2 separate regions of the Sus scrofa genome follow, and region 1 is linked to region 2. Evidence: chromatin contacts called from public HiChIP or PLAC-seq data. All regions are on one chromosome and are shown on one strand. Each heading gives the region's core, a stretch centred on a gene start, on an enhancer-like site or on the middle of the called end of the contact. The rest is flanking DNA. Distances are from core to core; before and after follow the strand shown.

Region 1 (4,592 bases), core at 1,167-3,666, 250 kb after region 2:
AGAGAGATAAGTGTCTTGCATGAGATCTTCTGGACAGTTACTTTTGAAGGCCTAAGAGCTCCTGACTCCAGTGAGTGAGCCTGTGCATCCCACAGACCGAAAACAGAGTTAGAATGCAGGAGTTCAGGAAACCTTTCTTGGGAAATGATAGGTGAGGAGGTTAATATTTTAATTTGTATTCTTGTCACATCTTAAAGATTTAGATGTCTCTTGTCTGGTCATCATATGTACTCTGCGTTACACAGGGGGTTTCTCTGTGCCTGCTCATATGCAACTTTTGGCTTTAGCAAGGCTGTTGGGCTGGGGGTCAAAGGTCTTTTATTTAGAACATGTTGACAGAGAAGCTGGTGGGGTGATTGGGATCGTTTCTGCAGCAAGGCTCTAGCTGGTCTGGGCCATGATTTCCCTGCATGAGAGAAGTTTGAGTTTGGCTGACTGGCTGACTTATGTGAGAGGCTCTGAGGAAATAAGCTCAGTCAGTGAGAAACTTTCCTCACACATCAGCTTTTCCCTATTTCTTGTGCTTTTCTCAGAGAGTTGTAGGCAGGACAGGAAACAGTGGAATGATGCTTCTTTTTAGGGCAATTGAAAAGAGCAAGGGAAGGAGAAATTTAAATGTTTGTTATATTTTAAGTAAGTAACAATATTATCATACCTCATTAGCATAATTATTTTCATCAGTAGTATCTGTTATGGGGGCAGATGTGCCAGGCTTCTTTCTAGGCACTTTACGTACATGATCTCATTTAATTCTCATAAGCATTCTTCAAGGTGGGTATTCTTATCTCAATATTGTTATTTTTACAGATGAGAAAACTTGCCTCAGAAAGCTTACTCAGCTAGTGTTATGTCCAAGCTAGGCCAGCTCTGTCTGTAGTCCCTGCTAGAGAGTCCAATATGCTGATAAAACTTAACTTGCCCATAACGTGATAATACTCTTTATATATGGATTTCTAAGGACCTCCCTCAAAGACGTTTTATGTTCTGGACTTTTCTCTCTCAAGGACTTCACTTGTCCATAGAGTCATGAGATCACCAGGTGAGTATGATAAAACAGTGAGATAAATGGCTTTTCTAGTATGACTTTGGGACATTGCTGCCATGTAGTTGTGCATTACATTCATTTTAGATACGTGTTTCCAATTTCACAAACACCACTGTGGCCTTAATGGTCACTTTCTTAAATCCTCCGCATTTTCATAACTTTGGATTCTTTGCATGCCCTACCTGGCCAGTGGTGATGCTGCAGACCTTTTAAAGGACTTACACCGTCATTTTGGTCTTTACACTGGACACCCTATCCCCTTCTTGATGCCATTCCAAATGTCTGCCCTGATCTGTAATTACAGACCTCCGTGGGCTCGTCCTAGCCAAGCTCATCCTGAACCTTAGCTTCGTCAGCTCTGCACTCCTGTCCCAGTCTTCTCGCTATTACTCATTTCCCTTGGCGCAATCCTGCTGTTCTCAGCTCTGACTTTATAGCCAGTTAAAGGAGCCTCCACGTTGGTATTACCTTTTCTTACACTTCACCTCTCCTCTGAAATCGCACTTTGATCCTCTGTTTACATGTGTTATTTTCAACTGTATTATCAATAGTGGGTTGAAACTTTAGGTAAATGAAATTTGCCTAAACAGCATAGATGAAATATTAGGTATATACACCAACTATAACATGCACACATAAGTTTGATGAAAGCTCACTAGATACAAAGGGAGTTTATGTGTTCTGCCAAAGTTGTTTAAGTCCTGATATAGTCAACCTCTGCTACGTATAAGAATATCCTGATTAATATGCACAAGGACTTTTAAGCCAAAAGACACTTTCTTAGACCCCCAAAGTTGGAAGAACTGACACAGCATGAAAAGATCTAAAGATCCACATTCAAAAATGTTTTCTGAAGCCCTTTTTCTGAAGCCTTCTTGAATAAGCTTGACTTATTCAAGCTTAATAAGTCACCTTGAAATAATACTTTACATATGCTAATCGCAGCCACCATGAATCACAAGGCAGCAATAGCTAGCCTCATGTTGTACAAGAGCAGTGAAATATTTATTATCTGCAGATTTCAGTTTACATTATTAACCTACTTTTCTGTCATTCCTCAAGAACTTCTCAAATTCTTGGCCTTTCAAATTTTGGAAAGAGCTGTTTTGATCTTACAATACCCATAAAACAAATGCTGCTTTAGCCTCCGCTTTCAGTTTATTCTGCTAATTGAGTGATTAGCGACCACTCAGGACCGTTATGCATAGATCAAAGCACTCAGCCACACACTCCCTATAGCTTTTGAAGTCCCATCAAACAAAATGGTTAGAGGGAGAGTGCTCATTTTCTGGGTAGGTTTAGAGTCGGGTGTTACTGCAACTTTATTCCAGCTCTCCAGTTTCGTTCAGTCACAGCCCTGGGGTATAAACTTGGCAATACAGATAACTGGAAAACTTCCATAGTGGTAGATCAGCCACTCTGGCTTTGCTACTTGCAGGCCACGTGACCCTGAGCAAATTTTTTAGCCTCATGAGTTCTCTGGGCTTTAGTTTCTTCATCTGGTAAGGGAGCGGGTTGAAGAAAATCATCCCATCCAACTCTTAGTTGCTCTTATACTCTTCCGTACATATCTACATGTTGTCAGTACGTTCACAATATTTACACAATGTACACATACCTTTATAGGTACACAGAAGCGGGTGCAGCCCTTTAAATAAACTTGAAAACTCAGAATTAGATCATGGCTCTCACTTAACAGAAATGATTCTTTCCAAAATGATTCATTATGTGATGCATTTAAGTCAGAAGTAGGAAATATGTGACCCTAGACAGATTTATGCACTTAACAATTTTATTTAGCTAATGGGGTAAATATTTCAACTGCTTGCAATTGTGAACACAGTATTTCATCTGCTTGCAATTATGAACACAATTTTTTTTTTTGCCTTAAAAAATTTAGTGGCAGTACCTAAAAGAGGACAGAAAGAGCCTCCATTAATCTGTTTCTCTGCCTTCTTTTAGTTTTATCCTTTTCTCTGTCTTTATCTTTTTTTTTTAATTAAATGGCTGGTATAAATACTTGAAATGTATGTAATGTATAATTTTAATAATTTTTTTTCTGGTTATGAATGTAATATATACTCATTGTGGAGTATTTGGAAAAAATGGAAAAGTTGGCAGAAAGAAGAAAAAAAATCACTTAAATTCCAACAAGGTAATTGCTGTTGACATTTGGGTATATTTCCTAACAGCATTTTTATATAGATGGAGTCATACTGTTTTTGTGTGTGTGCTTGTTTGTTATTTAACATTACAGCCCATAGGGAGTTTTCTGTGATATTTAAAATTCTTGGTAAACATAATTTTTTAGGGTGTTTAGCATTTTGTCACATAGCTATAGCATAATTTACTTAACCACCTTCTTACTGTCAGCCATTTAATTACTTTGAATTTTTCACTGTTATAAATGATGTTTCAGTGAACATTTTGGTGTATGAAGCTTTTCTGTCTCTATTTTACATTATTTCTTCAGATAGACGCCCAGAAATTGAATTACAGGGTCAAAGGTATGAACATGTTTAAGGCTCTTGATCCATAATGCCAAATGGCTTTTCCAATTTTTTTGTAATCAGTTTATACTCCCTATGGCAATATGTAAGAGTGCCTTTTTCTACCATATCATTGGCTACTCCCCTCTTAAAATGAACTAAAAAATCTTTATGATTTGGTGGGTAAAAATTATACTCCACTGCTGGTTAATTTTTATTTCTATAATTACCAGTGATATTGAATAATTTCGTATGTTTGCTAATCATGTATCATTTCTCTTTTGTGAAATTTCTGCTCACATCTATAGTATTTTAAAAATTCTTTGTTATATTTACAAACATAATTTTGTGTCATCAGTATAGAAATCAGAAGACTGAGAACCTGTTTTTCCCTTAAAGTGTCATATTAAGTTGCATATTTTGCTTGTTCTTGGTTGATTTTTTCCCCCCCCATGGGTTGTTAGTTTTCTTAAAATCGTAGTTTTAAATAGCAAGTTGTGATGATATACTTCTGAGTAGACGGCTTAAAATATCTGTGGAATAAACTTAATTTTCTAAGTTTTATGTGTAGCTTTTCAGAAACATGTCTATTAAACAAAGTGAGATGTGCCCATGTATATCTTTTCACAGATTTCCAGGTAGTATATGTGGGGTCTGAAGCCTTCCTAAGTTTTTTTGGGTTTTTTTTTTTTTTTTTTTTTTTTTTTTTTGGCAGTTTTGCATTATTTGGTCATTACTGACAAAGAATTTAATGGGTGTCATCATCTACTATTTTGGTATATTTCCTTCTTTATTTTTATGGGTTATTCCCTTGATTTGAAATCACACATTCTTCACATGGTGCTTTTCATTTGACATCACAATTTTGGGATTTTTAAATGACACCTAAACACTCTTTGGGAAATATACTTTTTAAGGGTTTCTGTTATCCACTCCCAACTCCCACCATCTCTCTTCTGCATTAGTCTCCACCAGCTCAGGAAAAACTGGAAGGCACATTTCTTCGGTGCTTGGCCTTATGATTAGAAATCAATGTGTGTACAGGCCCCATGAATATT
Region 2 (4,515 bases), core at 1,354-3,853:
GGAGAGGCTGGAGCTTGTTGCTCATCTGCTGGCATCTTAGCAGGATTAATATTTCAGTAGAAAGAGCTACAAGAGCAGATTCCTGTTAGAATGAAGTGCTTAATCTGGAGTGGAGGTGGGGAGGGAGATGATGAAAGGGGAGGTGAGAAGAGCAAATATAACCTGCCTCCCTCACTCATTCTGCACTGTGAGCAGCAGCTTTGGCAAAGAGGGAGGAAACGGAAGAGGGTCCTTTGTGCCCTGATGCTTGCTCTGGCCTCCTGGTCTTCTCTTTTTCTCATGTATATTTCTTGAACTCCTGCCCAAAGCAGCCTGGAAGATCACTCTACTGTGTGTGCAGCTCCAGCAGCATGAGGCAGGCTGTGTGGGCACCTTTGCTCAGCAGAGGGTGCTGTGCGGGCAGCCTCCCTCTCTGCCAGGGATGGCCCTTTCTCAACCATTCCAGAATTACTGCTCCAGAGTTAAGGACTGCAGAGTTGTTTTTCTGAGTTGCCATACAATGTAAACCATTTACTGGATGGCAAATATTTACTTTCAAAATTAGAAGTTAAAATCATTAAAGTTAATTAAACTTACTTTTGAGAATTTAACTTCCTCCTCTTCTTTTAAATTCTTAGGTGGAGTTAAAGATTCAGGTGGTGCCAGGAAAAAGCATGGGGTATTGACTGCCCTCCTTTTATAGCAAGAAGGTGTATTTGCTGCCCTTTACTAACAGCTGAGTCTTCATCCTCATTCAGGCTACCCACAGATCTAGGGTCCCAGGAAGAGGTTGTATGTCCTTTGAGGATTTGGGTGTAGTCTGGCTGAGCAAACTCATAATAGTTCATCCCTCTGGTGTTCAGGAAGATCTTAGTGCAAGGTGGAGTCTAGGTGAGAAGTGCTGGGCTGAATGTTGGTACCAGGGGGGGTAGCTTCATGGCCCACCTCAGTAGTTCCAGGCACATTCTATGCCTTGTCTAGGTGATGAGAGTGTCTGTGGGTGACTGACCGACCCATGACCAACCTATTGTCACTGACAATAAGAAATTGCCCTGGTACAGATACCAAATCCTTATGCCTCAGAAATTGCTCTCCAGTTTTGTTTAGGCCTTGTGAAGCAGCACCTGATGGAGCTGTCTAATGCTTCTTAGCATTTCACCATTATTGCATTTATAATGTTATTCAATTTAAAAATAAATGTATTTTCTACTTTGCAATTCTTATGTTCTCTTTCATTCAGCTGTTTAATAATGTCAAACGCTTAGAACCCAGATTAGAATTTCTTACAATGGTCTCTGATTAAGCCCCAATAAAAGCACAGTCAGGAAAATTCATAATATAAGGCATGCTAACTCTTGGAAGCTCAATTTACATTTTGTAAGTCTTAAACTAATTTGAGGATTATGCCTTAAACTAAAAAGCTTTATGTGTACTTTGGCAAAATATTGACAATAATACATTTTTAAAAAACCCCAAACTTCAGTAGTTTTGGTCATTCATTCATTACTTTGTCTACTTTCAAAAAGTGGGTTGAGACAATGTATCATAATTCTTTAAAACCAAACGCAAAAGAATGAAGACAAAGCAATGAAGAAATGTCTACTTTTTTTTTTAGGTGCACCTGCAGCATGCAGAAATTTCCAGGCCAGGGATCAAACCCATGCCCCAGCAGTGACAATGCCAGATACTTAACCTGTTCTGCCACATGGGAACTCTAAGAAATGTCTGCTTTTAAGTTCAGAAGTTAGTTTCAGGTTTTCCCATAGTCAAAGCAAAATGAGAAGCACATTCAGTTGTATCTCTCTCATAGCTATTATGAATAAGGATATCAGACAAATGTCTTCCTGGAGATAAATTCTAAAAAATATATATTCTAAAAAATATATATTCACTCTCTCTATATATATATTCTAAAAATATATATATTCACTATATATATAAAATATATATTCATTATATATATATAAAGATTCACTATATATATAGTGAATCTTTGGGGATGTTGATCAAGATTGTAGGCATATCTTCAACTAAATAAGATGCTCTTTATTTAGTACAATCTATAAGATTTTTGATTTATAAAAAGAGGGGCATGGTATTAAATTATGGTTTGTTCTATAAAGAGCTACAGCAGTATCTAGATATATGAGTTTCTGTTGAGATGACATGATATAGCTTAGAAATTCAGAAAGAAATACAAGGGCAATAAAAAGTCAAAGTTGCCATAGTCTGTCTTTTTTGAGCATCAACAATCTTCATTGGGTTTTTGTTAGAAACTTACAAAAGGCACTTCAGAATCAAGGTTATTAGAGGGAATATGAACCCCAGGTGTCCTGTGTTATTTGAAATAATATTCATATACACTAGAGAGGTGGCAAGTTGATGTTTTATTATATATTCTGAAGACTGACTTATCTTTTTATCTTGATGATAGACCATTCCAACTCTGCATAAATGAAAAAAATACCTATAAAAATTTTAATAAAGCATCTAGCAGACTTACTGGGACTTAGAAGGCCCTCAATAAGTGTGAGTTCTCTGTTGATAGAGGCAATCTGCCATGGGCCTTGACTCTCCTAGACATTCTTGCTGAGTTGCCAGATTGCAAGGCTTATCCATCTCCTGACACTGGACAGTTTTTATAGCTAGCCAGCCACATAGGCAACTAAGTAGGTCTAAGCGACCACAGTGTGACTACCCTGTAACTACTTGTTCTCCAGGGGTAAGGGGATTAACTAACTTCAAAATACTCATTACTGCTCCTTTTATTTTAAATTCATTTTAAATATGTTGATTTTCTGCTTGCTGCAATGTTTGCTGCTTGATCAAAAAGATCTGGGCTTTAGGCCATGGATTCCTCTCCTGTAAAGCAACCCACTGTGCGGGCAGATATCATTTGGTCTCATCATGTCACTCCTGTTGGACTTGACAGCAAGGGGGATTGAGGCCAATCTGCTGACATTCACGTTGCCCACTGTGCCATGAGTAATAAAGTTCTTTGTCTCTGATCTGGAAATCTTTCGTCTTCTGTCCACAGAATTGTGGTGGACTACCTGGTTAGCTGGCAGGTAGAGGAAAAGCTCAGACTTTACTGTGTTTAACGGTCTTTCCCTAAGTCATCACGTTTAATCTCTGTTCCTCTGCAGCTGCCTCTTTAAGGCAGATTCATTACACTCATTACCTCTAAGAGTGTTTTCTCCAACTGGCAAGTTTACTCTCCCTTTATTTTATTTACAACCACTGTGATTGGGAGTTATATTCTTCAGCTTGAATGAGAATCATGACAGTATAAGAGACTGGGTGGGATCTACAATCCTTAAATATTCCTGTCAAAATTGTATTAGAACTAACAGTAGTCCCAATAGCAATTAATAATATTTTCATCATTGTATATGAAGAAATTAAGACTCAGAGAGATTATACAGCTTCTTCAAGGTCACACAGCCTGTGATAGGCCTGCTGACCCTTAGCCATTATTCTCTTTTTTTTCTTTTTTTTTTTTTTTGTCTTTTTGCCATTTCTTGGGCCACTGCTGCAGCATATGGAGGTTCCCAGGCTAGGGGTCTAATCGGAGCTGCAGCTGCTGGCCTACGCCAGAGCCACAGCAACGCCAGATCCGAGACGCATCTGCAACCGACACCACAGTTCACGGCAATGCCGGATCGTTAACCCACTGAGCAAGGGCAGGGACCGAACCCGCAACCTCATGGTTCCTAGTTGGATTCGTTAACCACTGCGCCACGCCGGGAACTCCCCTTAGCCATTATTCTGTATTATTTCCCCAATAGTAGCTTCCAGTTCAGATTAGTTCTCTCTCTCTCTCTCTCTCTCTCTCTGTGTGTGTGTGTGTACACACACACACACACACACACATATATATATATATATATATATATATGTATATTGTTAACCTCATAGCCCTCCTTGCTGGGGATTAGTAACCTCTTTTTAATCTCAGTTCAGGTCTCATGACTGTTTCTGTCTCATCTTCTCCCTTCTTTGGTTGGCCTGAGTTTGCTTCAGTCTGCTTCAGGCTGGCAGTGAAGACAATTAATGGTAGAACCAAGCAAGTTACAGAGACCCAGATAGTCCTCAGCATTTATTCATAATTAATGGTGAAGATAAAAAGATATTCTTAATCCTACCTCTAAAATACTCATTGCTGCTCTTTTTACTTTTAATTTTTCTTAAAAATCTTTGATTTTTTTGGTCCACTTGTCTTTGAGTCTGCACATCTGTGGAATGTTAAAATTGTTCGGCTGATGGATGAGAGATGAGTCCCTTTATCTGTGATACTGGGAAAAGTTACTGAGCCCTCTATGAGGCAGACGTGGTGTTTGTGGCAGGAAGGACCAGCTTGTCACTGACCCATTTGGAAGGGCACCTCTGACTCTAAATAGAAACAGAATTTTCCTCCATTTTATTTCCTACTTCCCACTTTGAAATAATTTGAAACAGCCACAACTTGGCCAAAGACTCCTGCCTCTAGGGCTTTAGGTCTCCCAGCAGATTTCTCATTACTGTTAAGTTGCAAAA

The links. HiChIP or PLAC-seq counts read pairs in DNA pulled down with a chosen protein or histone mark.
Region 1: an H3K27ac HiChIP or PLAC-seq map of skeletal muscle shows a contact between it and region 2. The contact joins two enhancer-like sites. A contact is called at or near these places in 1 of 47 Hi-C or Micro-C datasets (epiblast stem cells) and 1 of 2 datasets of contacts at active chromatin or transcription factors (skeletal muscle).

The regions. Positions count from the first base shown.
Region 1 is chr5:58,583,520-58,588,111 of Sscrofa11.1, forward strand. The region is part of intron 3 of GRIN2B (glutamate receptor ionotropic, NMDA 2B); the gene reads left to right. Among named protein-coding and RNA genes, the nearest start is that of GRIN2B, 110 kb to the left of the region's middle. Within about 2 kb of position 2,417, at least 2 of the 83 cell types and tissues checked have an H3K27ac peak or open chromatin away from gene starts, as enhancers often do. A contact at or near this core is called in skeletal muscle, where this site is marked.
Region 2 is chr5:58,337,053-58,341,567 of Sscrofa11.1, forward strand. No RefSeq gene overlaps it. Among named protein-coding and RNA genes, the nearest start is that of GRIN2B, 140 kb to the right of the region's middle. Within about 2 kb of position 2,604, at least 1 of the 83 cell types and tissues checked has an H3K27ac peak or open chromatin away from gene starts, as enhancers often do. A contact at or near this core is called in skeletal muscle, where this site is marked.